Regions from separate parts of the Mus musculus genome. Here region 2 is linked to region 1. The links are chromatin contacts, called in public HiChIP or PLAC-seq maps. All regions are on one chromosome and are shown on one strand. The core of a region is the stretch at or near the end of the contact, and the rest is flanking DNA. Distances in the headings are between cores, read along the strand shown.

Region 1 (4,280 bases), core at 1,461-3,960:
AGCAGGAGACAGTAAGCCTTCCAGGTGACAATTACATCAGGTGAATAAAAGTTACTTTTACAAAGCTAGACTAGAAAAGGACATGTGGGGCTGGAGAGATGGCTCAGTGGTTAAGAGCACCGATTGCTCTTCCAAAGGTCCTGAGTTCAAATCCCAGCAACCACATGATGGCTCACAACCATCCGCAATGAGATCTGACGCCCTCTTCTGGTGTATCTAAAGACAGCTACAGTGTACTTAGATATAATAATAAATTAAAAAAAAAAAAGAAAAAAGAAAAGGACATGTGTGAGGTATATGATTCTATTCATAGAAGGGGCAAATCCATAGGAAGAGAAAGTACACAGGAATTCCCAAGGGTTGTGGGGAGGTAGAGAATGGAGAGGAGTGGATGATGGGTAGTTTCCCTTGGGGATGAGCAAAATGTTCTGAAATTAGGTGATGATAATGTTTGTTTGTCTCTGTGCCTTTAACATAAAGACTTTTCTGTGACTTGTGCCTTAATAAAAATAAGTACTGACTATATAAATGAGTACATTTGCTTCCCTAATAGACTGTGTGGGCAGTCAGACACATCTTGGATTCCTCAGCACCTGGCCAAGGGAGGACCCATGGTAGTAGTCAATAAATGGAGCTCAAAAATTATATGCACAGAACGCAAAAGCTACTAGAGCATACTAGCCCAGAAATGGAAGCATGTATGTTCACACTTGTGCATGCATCCATGACAGCTATACCAGATGTTAGTAGTGTCCTAAAGTGCACTCAAGTGGCAAGAAAAAACTCTTGATTCCAGTCTAGCATTGCTTCTAACTCTCCATGTCCTTGGGTAGGTCCTATCCCAGGTTAGACTGTTTGAAAAGTCTGGAGAGAAGGAAGTGAGTGATCTGTATTTAAAGGTAGCTTCCTAATTCTCCTAAATGACCGGTGGACTGCTTGAAATTTTTGTCAGTCTAGTTACCAGTCTTGCCCTGCGATCTTCCTTCCCAAATAAACAAAGAGAGAGGTATTCTCCTTGGCTAGAAAAACAACACCTTTAAAATTGGTAGCTGGGAAGCTGGCTTACTGGTTAAGAGCAGTGGATGCTCCTCCAGAGAAGCAAAGTTCCCAGCACCCAGATCACAACCATGTTTACTAGTTACAGGGATTTGAAAACCTCTTCTGGCTTCGATGGGCACCAAGTACACAGGTAGTTCAGAGTTGTACAAGGAAGTAAAACACTCATACACATAAAATAAAAATTAAAAGCTATTAGGTTGGTAGTTCTCATATCTTGTTAAGGCTTTTAGTCAAATTACATTTTCCGATCCCCTCCGTTGTTAAGGGGTAACGGGAGCACAGCAGAATGGAGTTAATTTGATAAATGTTCTTAGGAAGGCTAATATACCAAATTTTGTCAGAAGTTTTGTTTCGTGTTGTTTTAGAGCCAGCCTGGCCACAAATTCCTGGCTCAATGGATCTTTGTAGCTCAAGAGATCCTCCTGTCTCAGCCACTCCAGTTAAAACACCACTTCTGGTTTATTGTAGGTATTTTAATACTACAAAAGATACTTGCTTTCCTGTGCTCTAACTTCATTCCCCGCTTGATTCTCATTTTTTTTTTTTAAAGAAAAGCAGACAAGTGCATCTACTAGAATTAAAAAAGACTCAAATATTATATTAGGGGAAACGGAGGCGGGCGGAGGAAAGGTTATTTCGGGTCAGTCTAAAGAGCCTGAAAGCACGGTAGCTCTAGAGACCAGGTAGACTTCTGAGTGTAACCACTACCTAACAAGACACATCTTTCTCCGAATCAGTCACACAGTGCAGCAGACAGAGTCGGAGGGTACATAACTAGCACAGTTGCGTCCAAGCTGCAAACCAGGACCGTGTCCTTCCCACCGCAGCAGTCTGAGGAATGTGGGATGACGAGGCGCGGAGGAATAAATTACTGGACGAACGCAAGCCGTGGCTACGAGCCCACGCAGGAGGAAAAGGTGTGAGAGCCTCGCCGATACCTGCGAAGCCGCTATAGTGCGCCCCAGGCTCGTAGTGCCTCCTGCCAGAGGACACGTCGTAGACGCGGCCGAGCAGTGCCAAGTACAGGCCCGGGTCCCCTGGGCCGCCGCGATAGCGGGCTAGCTCCTCGGGAAGGAAGAGGCGAATACCAGGGCGGGGACCCCACCAGTCCATCAACCACACGGCCATGACAGCCACCGCCGCCACGGCCAGGCTCAGCACCACACCAAGCCCGCATATCCTCAGCATCTATACAGCAACACACCAGACACGCTTCGGAGGTAGCCACCTCTTAAGCCACCACTAAGACAGCAGAGACGCCGGCCGTGACGTCGGCAGCGCGACACTGACAGACTTCACAGCAAAGTTGACTCTTTTGCCCCCGACTCTTTCTTCTTTTCTTGTCCAGCCTAGATTCTGAACGTGAAGCGTGGAGCAGAAAAGGGGAACAGTACAGAGAAAAAACAAACAAACAAACAAACAAACAAAAAGTCCTGGCTTACAGTTTATCCGCCCTCAACAAAGATGGCGGCAGAGGCGGCTAGACGGATACGTTAACGGGTGGGTTCCCGGGCTTCATTAAGCTGTCGTGAGCAAATGGAATCCGCTTGACGGCTCCGTTGCGACATCAGGCCTCGCTCGACAGCCAGGAAGCCGGAAGTCACTGCCGCCGCTGTGGTCTCCACCCCGTCCCCGCCCGCCAGGAGCTGTCGGAGGTTGACAGGTCGTGGCTGGGAGGCGGCGGCGGCGGCGACACCTCCGAGCACCCAAGACGGAGACCCCATGGGGAACGCTCCGAGTAACAGCAGCGAAGACGAAGCGGCGGCCGCAGGGGGTGAGGGCTGGAGCCCACATCAAGATTGGGCTGCCGACTCTGGCACGACCCCCGGCCCCGGCCCTGCGGCCGCGGTGCTGCCTTCCGCCGCTGCACTCCTGGAACCCGCTCGGCTGCGAGAGGCAGCGGCTGCGTTGCGGCCCGCACCTCCCTGCGAATCCCTGGTGTCGAGGCACCACGGCGCGCTCTTGCGCTGGCTGGAAGAGCGGCTGGGCCGCGGTGAAGAGTCCGTCACCCTGGAGCAGTTCCGGGAGTTGCTGGAGGCTCGCGGCGCTGGATGTTCGGGCGAGCAGTTCGAGGAGGTCAGGGCTGGCTGGCTGGCTGGCTGGCGACAGCGGTGCGGGAGCAGGGTGGTCGCCAATAAGGTCCTGAAGAGGTGGGCGGTTGCTTTGCGGAGGCCAGCCAGGAAGCCATAGGGTCCTCGGGTTCTTAGAATGGAAGTATGGCGTTGTCCGAACTCTTTCGGAGTGCATCACTACGGAATTTTGCTACGTCTCTCGCCTTTACTAGAGGTGTGGAAAGTCCAGGCTACATTAGCTTTGTTCCGAAGAGAGGAGCAAGCCAAAAAAAAGTCTCTGCATGTGGTAGGCAGACATTTGTGCAGTTGACAGGCTTAGTTGCTTGCTGGACCTTATCAGAGTAAGACAATTACGAGAAAGGATGTGCAAAGATCAAGGGAGTGGCCATGAAAACCATTCTGTTTTACTGGCCTGTGCAGGAATCTTGTAGAGAACCATCTGAGTCTAATGTGGAAGGAGGGTAACATTACACTGAAAAGACTCATTCTGCAAGCCGTTCATGACTATAAAATACTAGGTTTTGTTTGGTTGGTTGTTTTTTGTTTGTTTGTTTTTTTTTAACAAGTATACACTGGATTTTAAATCATTGAAGAACTTGTTCCAGGCTCATTTGAAACCTTATCAAACCTAAAGTTGATAGGGAAGCGTTAGTTTTCTTGTACTTATGAAATTTCTCCTCATATCTCTACTGAACATTTTGGTTTATGGTTTGGAAAAAACTGACCCAGAGTTAGCCTATAAATCATTTCACTAGCAAAGTTGAGAGTATCTCACAAACCTCTTGATTCCCACCCCATTCCCTTAGGTCCCTATTATCCTGCTCCCTGAAGTCTTATTAATTCCACAATGTTAGGACAAAAGGTTTTTAATGAGTAAGCCATGTAAAATTGTCAGTCATTGATTGGTTAGTGTGTAAAGCAAGAAACCCACAGTCACTTGTAACATAATTTAAAAGTTCTGTTTCCTCTAAATCAGAGGCTCTTGAAATATTTCGAGAATGTCGCCTGCAAATGATAAAAATGCCTACATAATATATTTTGTAAGTTTCCCTGTAAAAACTGCTTTAGTGCATTCTAACTCTCAAAAATACGGTGATACAAGACTGTAATACCAGACTTTGAAAGGCAATAGCAGGAGGATCAATTCAA
Region 2 (4,712 bases), core at 722-3,221, 290 kb before region 1:
GTATGCCCCTGGCACTGGGAGGGGTTTTGGTCCATTTCCTTACCTCTCATACTGTATTAATAGCAAAGCCCCTAATTTCTCCTGTGTCCCTGGAGTACTGTAACACACGAGGGACAGGAGGTCTGGTGAAAATCTGCCAACCAAGTAAGTCAAATAGAAACTTCTGAAAGACTCGTCTCAGGAGAAAACCTGCCAGCTCAGAGCTATTCCCTACTATGGCAGCCACAGAAAAGATTGCTGCTCTGTGGTCTTGTCCCCAAAACCTCAGTGTCCATTATCTGAGCCCATCTGCAAATAATAATAATAATAATAATAGCATTTAATGACTACTTCCTGCATGTGTTTTTATGTATCAGCTCCAACAAGTCATGAAGGAGATACGATTATTTCCTGTATTTTATAGATGGGAAAACCTTCACAGAGCAGGTAATTAAATTGCCCAGAGCAGCCCAGCCAGGAAGTAACAGGGTCCAGACTGGATGACAGGCTTTCTCTTCCCAGGGTCTGGCCTTCTGACCCTCTGCTGTTAGGGATGAGGGGAGCTGACATGTTGATGTATTCACTGCACAGCATTTAAAAGGTAGACAGTAAGGCTAAGAAGACAGAAGCAGGCCGTGGGGGCTCACACCTTTAATCCCAACAGGCAGGAGGCACAGGCAGGTGGAGCTTTCTGAGCTGGAGGCCAGGCTGATCTACACAGAGTTCCAGACCAATGAGTGTTGTATAGTGAAACCCTATCTCAAAAAAAGAAAAATTAAAAAGACGGGTTCCTTAGTGGTCCTGCCTATGGGCGGGAGAATCAATGTCTTACAGAGAGAGGTCAAAGGGGACACAGGAAGGTAGGAACCCAAAAATATGACTCTGGATTTCAGAACCGTACCAGACAGACACAGGAGGTCTGCTGGGGAGGGGCTTGTAGGTGGGCAAGGCTGATCTGTGGAGCCACTGTGGGCCATCAAATAGTATGGTGGTCACTGGGGCCGAGGTTTCTCTCCCCACATGGTGAGAGAAGCTGGGCCTCCTGCCATCCTCAGGACCTGCCAGCGCTGGAGGAGGAACCGACCACAGATCTGCACCTTCTCAGGACTTCCTTCTCACCCCATAATTATGTGATTAGTCATGGGTGGCTCTGGGAGCCGGGCTCAGCTTTGGCTCCCTGCACAGAGTCCTCCAGCAAGATCCACATGGGGCTGGGGGCTGCTCAGACCCCCCTCCCCCAGAGTAAGGTCTCTGCAAGCTGCCTCCATGGCTTCTCAATATACTGAAGCATGGGCCCCACCCCCTGCCTCCCCCAGGGTGCCTGTAACTGCCAAGGCTGGGCCGAGCAGCACCTGGCAAGCTGGGGATGGGTAATTTTGAAAATGAGTGGCTTTTGGGTTTCCAACATTCCAGGTTCACCAACTTCTGAGACAAAAACACCTGTGTTTTGGCTCACCCTTCTCAGAAAAGCAGTTCCCTTTATAGCCTGGGGCAAGAGAGGTGCAGGCAGCCACCACCTTACAGAAAGTTGGGGAGCAATCAGGAAGGACAGATTCCCTGGCAGCTTGCCTTCTGCACTCCCCAACTCAACCCCTGTGGCCAGACTCCTCTGAATGGCAGTACAGTCCCTCCTCGAGCCTCCTCCTGCTCAGGACTGGGAGGAAGAGTGAGCCATGGGGAAGCAGCCTGGGTAGGGCAGCTGGAGGCTCCTGGAGCAGAGTTAGGGATAGAGAGATACCTTCTTTTTCTTTCCAGGAGAAAAGATTGTCTCAGGCACAGCCGAGCCAGGAGGAGATGCGCAGGGAGGGTGCAGGGAATGAGCGCCTCGTGAGGATGGGTGAACAACGAGGAGATAAATAAGGAGAAATCTGCAAGGAGCCTGCAGGCTGGAGAGATAACTATGAAAATCCAGCAGCTGTGCTGAAGACTACTGGGCCAGGCCTCGGTGGGAAGTCTGCTAGCAATGCAGTTCCTGGACTGACTCTCCACCCACCCAATCAGATGATGAGGACAAAGAGCCCGCAATCAGTGACAAGCTCCTCCAGGCTTGACTCGGAAGGATGGAGTGTGAGAGCCATTGGAACAGGCAGCCCTTGGGGACCTCCTGTCTAAAAGGAGCCTAGATTCTCCCCACTGGAGAGAGTAGTGTCCTGAGGCAGGACTGGTGGGGATTAGATGACAGACACCTCCTCAGGAACACACAGGGTACAGATTTTAGCTCACTGCTCCTTTTTGGCCTGAAGCACCCTGGTAGGAGCTACTTGCCCATCTATCTATCTATCTATTGCGCATTTGAGCTGAGGTTCTCTCAGTGGTCACCTGATGGCCACAAGCTGTCTCTCATCTTAAGTAGTGGGGGACAGGCATGAAAGGCAGATTGCTAGACCACTCCTGACTGAGCTCCGCTGTCCATCCTCTCCCCTCCCCCCTCCCTTCTCCCCTCTCCCATTCCCCTCCCCCCTCTCCCCTCTCTCCTCTCAGGCACCAGCTCCCAGGAACCCACAGTCTCTCCCTCATTTTCCCATTAGAGCCTCTTTGCTCTCTCTACCAACAGCTGACCACCTGAATGTCTCCTGCTGCAATTTCCTCACAGCAACCAAAAGAGAACTTCACCTCCCGCTTAGGAGCAAGCGCAGGTAGGTACAGGGGCCCTTCTTCCACTTCCTGCACAACCTGTCCCCACATACGTCCTTCCCCTAACCTGCTTTCTCCATGGGACCTCAGTCTCCACACATGTCCCCTCCCTGGTTCCTACAACTTGGCTTTCTGCCATGTCTGCATAGTATATTCTCTCTTGTAAACTTGTGCCCCTCTAAATGATGGGAACAGAAAGGGCTGCACTCCCTGCCACCCCCACCCCATCTAGTACAGGAAGATCACTGTGGGCCACTGGGCTTAGGGCAGGCAGGAAGGCAGCAGGAAGAGCATGGAGCTAGCTAGAGCAGAAGCCTTGAAGCCATGAAGGGCTCAGAGAGCTGTAGGCTGGCTGCATGTGGCCAGCTAGCTCCCCCACAGTCCAGATTCTAGCTGGCCCCCAGAGCCACCCTCTCCCTCCCTCCCTCGAAGTTGTGGGCACACTCCTCGTTAGCACTGCAAAGCTTCTGGCTCTGTTGGGTTAATGATTCCAGCAGAGACAGACATAGGGATGCCATGTAGCCTTCACATATCATTGGGGCCGTCATGTGGAAAAGGGATCACAGTGGGGGGTAAGCAGAGGAAGCTGTGGGGGGCAGGTTCAGTGTGGCTTGAACCGCCTGAGAGAGGATGAGCTATGTAGAGGGTGGGTGTTCCCTCCAGCCGTCTCATTCACCCCACTAGGCAGGTAATGATTAGACCTTTTTATGGGCAAGGAAACTGAGGCCCAGGGCCATTTGCCAGGCCTGTGGCTGAGTCTGGCCTGGAGCCTAGGTCTCCTGTGCAGAAGGAGGGGCAGGGAAGACTGGCTATATCCAGTGATATGTTTGTTCACTAGAGCCAGAGACAGGGCTGAGCCTGAACCACAGCAGGCAGTGAACATCCTATCAACAAGGTGTTCACTCAGATCTTGTTGTCTGATGAAATGATATACATCCCCACGGTCCTTCCAAACCCAAGACACCTTTAGGAGGCAGAAGGGCCATGGGAACCTCAGGGTCACAATAGAAATCCTACCCATTAACCCCTGAGCCTGATAGCGGGCTAAACTTTCTGCAGGTCGTCTCTTCCTGCACTCTCACAACAATGGTCCTAACATTCCATCCCTGTTTTCCTTATCAGGAAACTAAAGCTCAGAGGTACAAAGCAACCCGTTAAAGTCACATGGCTTGTGAGTGATAGAGGGCAGAAGCAAGCTGAAGCCAGGGGCTGTCTCTGGGGGGGACTCTAGCCTGACCCTCTTCACCAGACAGCTGCTGGCCAGGCCACCCAAAACCCTATACCCAGTGCCAGACCGTGCCAGTCTGCCAGGAGACAGCAGGAGGGCCCTCGGTGTTTCTAGACTTAGGAGCCTTGTTATCAATCAGAGTTCACAGTTTCATAATGTTCAAAGTCCTTGTGGCTCCTCAGAAGCAGCTGAGAGGCTGAACGCAGGGCAGAGCCGGGGAAGGAACAAGCTGGACTCTGGACACCAAACCCATGGGGTGAGAACAGCATTAGGTCTTATCATAGCCAGCTCTTCTAGGACTTCATGAGGTGGGATGGGCTGGAACCAGCAGGCTATAGTGACTAGTGCTCCAAGTCCAGCGTCCCTCTCTATGTGACTCTAAAGTACAGGCCGAGGAGCCCACTTACTGAGAAGTGGGTTTGGCAAAGAAGGAAAGAAAACCTGTGTGCCAGTCCAGAGCTTTGCCACTGTGTGACCTTGGTCCAGGTACCAGCTCTCTCTGGGCTCCCATGCTTATATGCAGGGATGATAGAGGAAACACTTGTAAGTGTTTGAAAGGAGATGTTTTGTGTTTAGATACTGTGAAAAGTGGCCTTAACCCCTATCCCATGGTCTCTGAAGTCCTTCTCAATTCCCAGGCTACTCAAAAGTGCCAGGACCAACATGTAATCCATACCTACCAACAGGATATCAGCAACTACCGCCCAGTTACAAGACAGAAGGAGCTCCCCGAGGGCCAGGAACACCTGTGGACAGAGGATGGCCTGGATGACTGCCCCTGCCTCAGGCACCCACCCCTCCCACGGTTCCTCCATAATTGTGCAGAGTGGAAACTAAGGCTCCCCCAAAGGAAGGCACTATGAGACTGGTA

Evidence for each region. HiChIP or PLAC-seq counts read pairs in DNA pulled down with a chosen protein or histone mark.
Region 2: a contact with region 1 is called in an H3K27ac HiChIP or PLAC-seq map of extraembryonic endoderm stem cells. The contact joins the enhancer-like site here to the promoter of Zzef1 in region 1. A contact is called at or near these places in 1 of 39 promoter capture datasets (pre-B cells), 1 of 484 Hi-C or Micro-C datasets (cortical neurons), 2 of 115 datasets of contacts at active chromatin or transcription factors (extraembryonic endoderm stem cells and pancreatic cancer cells) and 2 of 9 other capture datasets (adipose tissue and liver).

Annotation. Positions count from the first base shown.
Region 1 is chr11:72,793,516-72,797,795 of GRCm38.p6, forward strand. It overlaps Zzef1 (zinc finger, ZZ-type with EF hand domain 1), which reads left to right and starts at 2,711. Exons shown (of 55, transcript NM_001045536.2): 1 at 2,711-3,135. The coding sequence starts at 2,782. It overlaps Cyb5d2 (cytochrome b5 domain containing 2), which reads right to left and starts at 2,324. Exons shown (of 4, transcript NM_001024926.3): 1 at 1,998-2,324. The coding sequence starts at 2,247.
Region 2 is chr11:72,500,535-72,505,246 of GRCm38.p6, forward strand. It overlaps Spns3 (spinster homolog 3), which reads right to left. Exons shown (of 12, transcript NM_029932.3): 9 at 4,522-4,587. Among named protein-coding and RNA genes, the nearest start is that of Spns2, 13 kb to the left of the region's middle. Within about 2 kb of position 1,972, at least 65 of the 459 cell types and tissues checked have an H3K27ac peak or open chromatin away from gene starts, as enhancers often do. A contact at or near this core is called in adipose tissue, cortical neurons, extraembryonic endoderm stem cells and 1 more, where this site is marked.